Linked DNA regions of Mus musculus: region 1 is linked to region 2. A link is a contact called in public HiChIP or PLAC-seq data. All regions are on one chromosome and are shown on one strand. The core of a region is the stretch at or near the end of the contact, and the rest is flanking DNA. Distances in the headings are between cores, read along the strand shown.

Region 1 (3,058 bases), core at 437-2,936, 170 kb before region 2:
GGGAGTGAGCATAGAAACCCCAGGAAAGAGAAAGGAGGGTCTCTGAGCTGAAGGGTATTTAAGCCCAAGTAGAGAAGAGGCAGGTTTTTTCCCTCTGAGACATCAGCGGAGTAAGCAGGTCAGCTAAGTGCTGCTCTCTGCCTTTCTTGGCTAGCAGGCTTTCACACCAGCATCTGGCTCCTGAGTGTTTTGTTGTTGTTGTTGTTGTTGTTGTTGTTGTTGTTGCTGTTGTTGTTGTTTTTTGGTAAAACCAAACAGCAGCAATTGTTGTTTTATAAAACAACAAGTGTGTGTGTGTGTGTGTGTGAGAGAGATTGTGTGAGTGCATGTCTATGAGTACGCATATGTGTATGTGTTTGAGTGTGTGTGTATGTGTGTGTGTATATGTGTCATTCATTGCATGTGTGTACATGTGTATGAGTGTGTATATGTATGTGTGAGTGTGTGTGTAATCTGTATGTGTCTGCAGATGACCTTGGAGTCCAAAAGAGGTATCAGATGCCCAGAGTTGGAATTATGTGAGTTTGTGAGACACCATTGTGGGTTCTGGGAGCCAACTTGTGTCCTCAGCAAGAGCAGCATGTGTGTCATCATTGAACTGTCTCTTTGTCCCTGTATCTGCATTTTAAATCATAAATAGATCTTTCTTTAAAGGCACCAAAAGTATTGTGTGGTAGACTCCTGCCTGCAATTTCTGTACTGTTTCCAAAGTAATGATTGCGTATGCATATATTTTTTATTTTCTTTTTTAAACAAGTTAAGTGATTTTTTTTTTATCTATAGACATGGAAGGGGCTTTTCAGTGCTTTTCAGAAATAAAACAGCACAAAAAAAGACATCAGAGCATGCATGTATATACACCCAAAGACTGACTGACGTGCACACAACACAGACACACACAACACACACAAAGACTGTCAGACTCAGAACACAGACAGATACACACACACAACAGACTGACAGACATATCACACAGACACACACAAAGAATGACTGTCAGACATACAACACAGACAGATACACATACAAAGATAGACTGACAGACATACCACACAGACTTGGATACACACACAAAGGCAGGTTGTCAGACACACCACACAGATAGACAGATACACACACAAAGATAGACTGACAGACATACAACATAGACAGATATACACACACACACACACACACACACACACACACACACACGAAGATAGACTGACAGACACACCACACAGATATACACAGGCACACACATAGACTCACATATTGATAAACACGGAATAGGAATAAATAAAATAGAAAAATTCAAGGAATCCAATCGTTAACCCTTTCATTTTTAGAAATAGAAAACCATTATTCCAAGAAGCCAAACTCCTTGTCCAATGCCCCAGTCAGACATCAGAAGAATGGCAAGTAGAAGCCAAGTCTCTTGATTTGAATTTCTCTCAGTCTCTCTGTTGTACATCCTCACCTGGTTGGTTACTACTAACACAGGAACTGCCACACATGTGCCTTACCTCTGTATATACTGAATTTAGAGACCAGGGTCTAAAGCTGCACTGAGCACAGACAGCTCTGAGCTATGCCAGGAAGGGAGGTTGCGTTTGAGCAGAGCTGAGCAGCCACTGTCCAGGGTGGAGAGTGCCTGTCCATCCAGAGTGCCTTGTGATTTATTAACTCCCCACGTTGCCATCTGCTCCTCACAGTCACTGATCCACAACCTCAACCAGCCACCCACCATTCCCGCCTCTGGAGAGATGCACAGCTTAGAGAGGACAGCAGAGGGCTCTGCAGAGGGTCCCAGAGGCACAATGCCAGCTCTCCTTTTGATTTGTTGTCCTTTTCCCCAAAACATAACCGGTGGTAGACTCCCTGGGCTCCTGACAGGCTTGTAGCAAGGTCTGAAAAAGCTAGAGGGAGGTGTCTGGTCAGCTGGTCTGACCTGATCTCGCTTTCCCCTGTAAACTCAAAGCCAATCTCAAGGAAGCAGGGCTTGTCTGACAGAAACCTCCCTCTTGGCAAAGTCTAGTGTCAGGCATTGATGTGAGTGAATTTTCTCTCTCTCTGTCTCTGTCTCTGTCTCTGTCTCTCTCTGTCTCTCTCTGTCTCTCTATCTCACTCTCCCTCTCCCTTTCCCCCCTCCCCCTCTCCCTCCCCTGCCTCTCCCCCTCAAGATTCTATTTATCCTGTGTATGTCAGTACACCACTGCTGCTCTCAGACATACCAGAAGAGGGCATCAGATTTCATGACAGATGGTTGTGAGCCATCATGGTTTCTGGTAACTGAATTCAGGATCTCTGGAAGAGCAGTCATTGCTCTTAACCGCTGAGCCATCTCTCCATCCCCACATGGGCTGTTTCCTGCAGCCTCTTCTTTGTGGTTAGAAATGGTACTCATCAAGAACAGAGGTAAAGCCAGGCAGTGGTGGTGCACACCTTTAGTCTCAGCACTTGGGAGGTAGAGACAGACAGATCTCCGTGAGTTCAAGGCCAACCTTGTGAAACAAACGACCAAGCAAACAAATGAACAAATGAACAGAAACCAGAGCGGTAGCTCAGCAGGTAAAGGCACTTGCCACCAAACCTGACTTGAGTTCCATCTCTGGGAACCACATGATAGATCAGCAGAACCAAGTCCTTCAAGTTGCCCTCTGGCCACTGTATGCACACCGTCGCACTTGTCAGAGGTGGGGAAATGGGCTCAGCATGGGTACACAAAACAAACAAGCACACCAGTAACAAAAAATCAGTCAAATTAACCCAAACCAGCTCTTCCTCACTCTCCTGAGCTGACTTCTTTTTATTCTTCATGATCTTTCCCTCTGCCCTTTCCAGATTGCTCACCCTCTTCTCTCTTTTCTGTGTGTATTCCCCACACATATTTGTTTTGGGGGAATCCATGGCCCTGCATTCTCTCTCCATGAATAATCACTTACATTGTATCCTGTCATCTCTGCCTCCTCGCCTCTCTGCGTTCTCTCCCAGCACGTCCCATAGCAAAAGCTATCTGCACGGAAAAGACCACCAACTCAGTAGGTCCTGTGCTGAGTTCACTGCCTCTGTCTATCTA
Region 2 (3,219 bases), core at 31-2,530:
TTTGCTTTTCAATTAAGTGTCATATTACTGTCACAGCTGTGTCTTTTTCTGTCTTCCAACTTCATCCTGGCTGAATGTGGGAAGTGATTCTGCTGTGTGTGTGTGTAATCGGTGAGGTCTGGGGAGGATCTTTTACCACCATTGTTTCCATGGGTGTCCTCGCTCTGGGGGCCTGGCATTCCTCAGGAGTCTAAGGCAATGAAGGAGCAGTGAAGCGCGCAGAAGAGGCACAAAAGAGCCGCAAAGGCTATCAGTGTAGAAAGATCAATTCAGTGTGCACACGAAAGGCCCAGTATGCCTGGGATGAGGAAAAAAATATGCCTTCCTAAAGTGAAGGAAACTGGTTGCCCTGTGGGGGTCCACAAAGAACTGGCCCTCTGGCCAGGGACGATCTTTTTAGGTCCTTTATCAATCTCTCAGCTGGCGCGGCCTCGCCCCTTCTGTCCACAGAGGCTTGGGAGGGTGGGGAAAGCAGAGCAGGGCATCCGCATCTTTCCTCGGCAGGTTTCAGCTTTTTCTAAGTCGCAGAAGCGTCTTCCTTCTTTCATCTTGCAGGCGCTGCAGCTGGGAGACAAGGTGGAGACGCTCAGAGGTGGGTCTCCCGGCCTTGGCTGCGGCTGGCTCTTCCCGGCGGCCAGGGAGGGGTAGGGCGAGGCTGTGCAGCCTTCCCGAGTTAGCTCCAAGCAGCCACAACCCCTCTGTGCGTCCCAGAGCTGTCGATCTGCCTGACAGACTTCTCCTCTCCCGGTTCCTGCCTCAATCCTAGTGAAGCCTCTGTCGGCACCCACACCATCAACCAAGTGACAGGTCCCTGGAAGGCCAGGCAGGATACAGCCTTCCTATCTGGGTCTGTCCTCCAGTTTGCACGGGTGCGCGCGAAATCACACACACACACACCACACACACCCGCCACACAGACCCACAGTCCGCCCTTCCTGCAGAGCACACACCACACACACACACACACACACACACACACACGCACACACACAACTCGCCCTCCCTGCAGCACGCGTGTGCATGCACACACTAAGCTCGCTCCTCTTTTCCCTACAGCACACACACGCACGCACGCACGCACACACAGGCCGACAGACAGACACAAGCGAGCCCACCCTTCTCCCTCCCCGCAGCCCTGGCTGCCCAGCCCCTCTTCCCCGAGCGCCGCGCCCGGCGGCCTCCGCAGGCCCCGCCCCGGGGGAGGAGAGCGGGCCGCGCGCGGGAGCCGGGCAGGGGAGGGGACGGGCGGCGGGGGAGTGTCTGGCTGCCCCCGCCCCTCGAGTGAGCGCCTGGGCGCGGAGGTCCCCTCCCTCCTCGCTCCGAGTCTGCCAGCTCCCGCTCGCTCCCTGCCCACTCCCGGGGGGCCGTTCCGTGGCGCGGCCGCCGCGGCCACCGCTTCTTTCACACTTTAGTTGCCGCGAGCCGCGCGCCGCGCTCAGTGACTGGAGAGAGCTGGCCGCGCGCCGCCTTCCCGCACGCACGCACGCGGGCCCGGCTCCGGGGTTTTCGGCTTTTACTCCAGGCGGCGGGGAGGAGGGGGAGCCCCGGCCACACTGTAGGGAGGAGGAAGAGGAGGACGTGGAGGAGGGAGGAAGAGAAGAGGCGAGGAGGCCAGGGGCGGGGGGCGGGGGGCTTGCCACCTTCAGCCCCCCCCCGCGAGCGCCCAAGGTAAGCGGGGGCCACCTCCGGCGCGCTGGGCATCCCGGGTGGGCGAGGAGGGAGGCCTGCGGGGTGTCTGCCGAAGGGATGGGAGCCGCGATCCCGGTGCTGCCGGCGCTCTTCTCTGGCTGGGGCTGCCGCTGCGGGGCTGCTGGGGCTGCTCGCTGCAAGGGACCGGAGCCAGGCTGGGGGAGTTGGAGGGGGGCGTCTGCTTGCAGGGTGGAGGGGTTGGGATGCGGTTAGGGCTGCTGACGACTTTCGTCACATCGAGGCCTGGGTGGCTGGTGTGAGACACCCCTCCCTTCCCACCCGCACCCCGCGCCGCCCTCAGCCTTCCTGCTCTTCTCTAGCTTTGCCTGTAGCCACTGTTACTTTGCAAGCAGGAGCTGGGAAGGAAAAAAAAAGACACCCAAATTTAGAATCTTTGGCTAAGTCTCCAAGTCCCTTCCCTCGTTCCCACTGATGGATGCGTTTGTGTGGGGGATATGATCCCCGAGATTTCTGAAGTTTTGACCTTTTTGGGGTGGCTTGTTTTCTGTACATCTGCTTGTCTTCCTGGGTGTATTTATTATTCGTGCCCTTGCGCGGCAGCCGGAGGGTGCTTGGTTGTATTACATGAGCAGATTCCTTTCCACCTCTGCAGGCAGTTCGAGAAGTGCCGCGGCGGCTGGGCTGCCTTTGCTGCTTAATGTCCTTCCCTATCATCCGCCCTGCCCCCTCCCTCCAGAGAGAGATATTTTTTATACCCCTCTGTCATGTGTGTGTGGGAGAAGTCCTTAGGCCGAAGAGCTTTCATCGCCCATTCATTCCTCTTGCGAAGGCTCTGAATGGCTCAGGCATGTTGATAACATTTGGGGGGTGCCTATCTTTGCCTGTGGAGTTGCTTGGCCCAAGATAAAAATATACACACCCAAACACGCAGTAATCTTGAGGGAGCAAGCACAGTTTGAGAGGGAAGTGATTTGTTTCCAGTCGGAAGCTGACAACCTAGGAGATACCTTCATCGCCTGTGAGTTCGGAAGAGTGTTTTAAAATAGAGCTTATGCTCTGTGTGGCTGGAAGACAGCCATAAGTTCAGTTGCTCTGCAGCTCTGAAAGTGATACACCCTGACCAACCAGAACCTCAGTGAAGCTCCTCTGTGAAGCTCCTCTGACTCAGACATTGGGAGGGGGCCGCTTGGCCACAGATCCCCTGAACTTTTTTTTTTTTTTAATTTCTCTTTTAGACGTGTGAGGAGCTGACAAGCTCATTACACAAACGGTTATAAGAAACACCTTCCAATTCAAGGCGATGCTGTTCACATTCTACCTAATGAGAATAACCTTTGAGTTTGGTGGAACTGGGATGTACCAGGAGGAAGCAAACATGGGTGGGCCTGGACTACTTCAGTTCCGATGGGGGGGGGGGAAGGAAGATTAGGTGATATTTAAGAAGGGTCTGTTAAGTCCAAGATGCAGAGTTTGGGGGTTTCTACACCCCCACCCCCACCTTTGTACTTATGGAGCAGAGTTATATGGTTAACTGAGTATGTGCAGTGTTTTTAGCAATCCAATTGATGG

Evidence for each region. HiChIP or PLAC-seq counts read pairs in DNA pulled down with a chosen protein or histone mark.
Region 1: a contact with region 2 is called in an H3K4me3 HiChIP or PLAC-seq map of embryonic hindbrain, with 4 times the contacts expected there. The contact joins the enhancer-like site here to the promoter of 1700025G04Rik in region 2. A contact is called at or near these places in 3 of 39 promoter capture datasets (3T3-L1-derived adipocytes, cranial neural crest and hippocampal neurons), 5 of 484 Hi-C or Micro-C datasets (the HL-1 cell line, myocytes, nephron progenitors and 2 more), 12 of 115 datasets of contacts at active chromatin or transcription factors (bone marrow-derived macrophages, differentiating embryonic stem cells, embryonic forebrain and 9 more) and 1 of 9 other capture datasets (liver).

The regions. Positions count from the first base shown.
Region 1 is chr1:152,260,304-152,263,361 of GRCm38.p6, reverse strand. The region is part of intron 3 of Gm36920 (a long non-coding RNA gene); the gene reads left to right. Among named protein-coding and RNA genes, the nearest start is that of Gm36920, 28 kb to the left of the region's middle. Within about 2 kb of position 1,686, at least 10 of the 459 cell types and tissues checked have an H3K27ac peak or open chromatin away from gene starts, as enhancers often do.
Region 2 is chr1:152,088,381-152,091,599 of GRCm38.p6, reverse strand. 1700025G04Rik (RIKEN cDNA 1700025G04 gene) reads left to right here and starts at 1,280. Exons shown (of 6, transcript NM_197990.3): 1 at 1,280-1,668.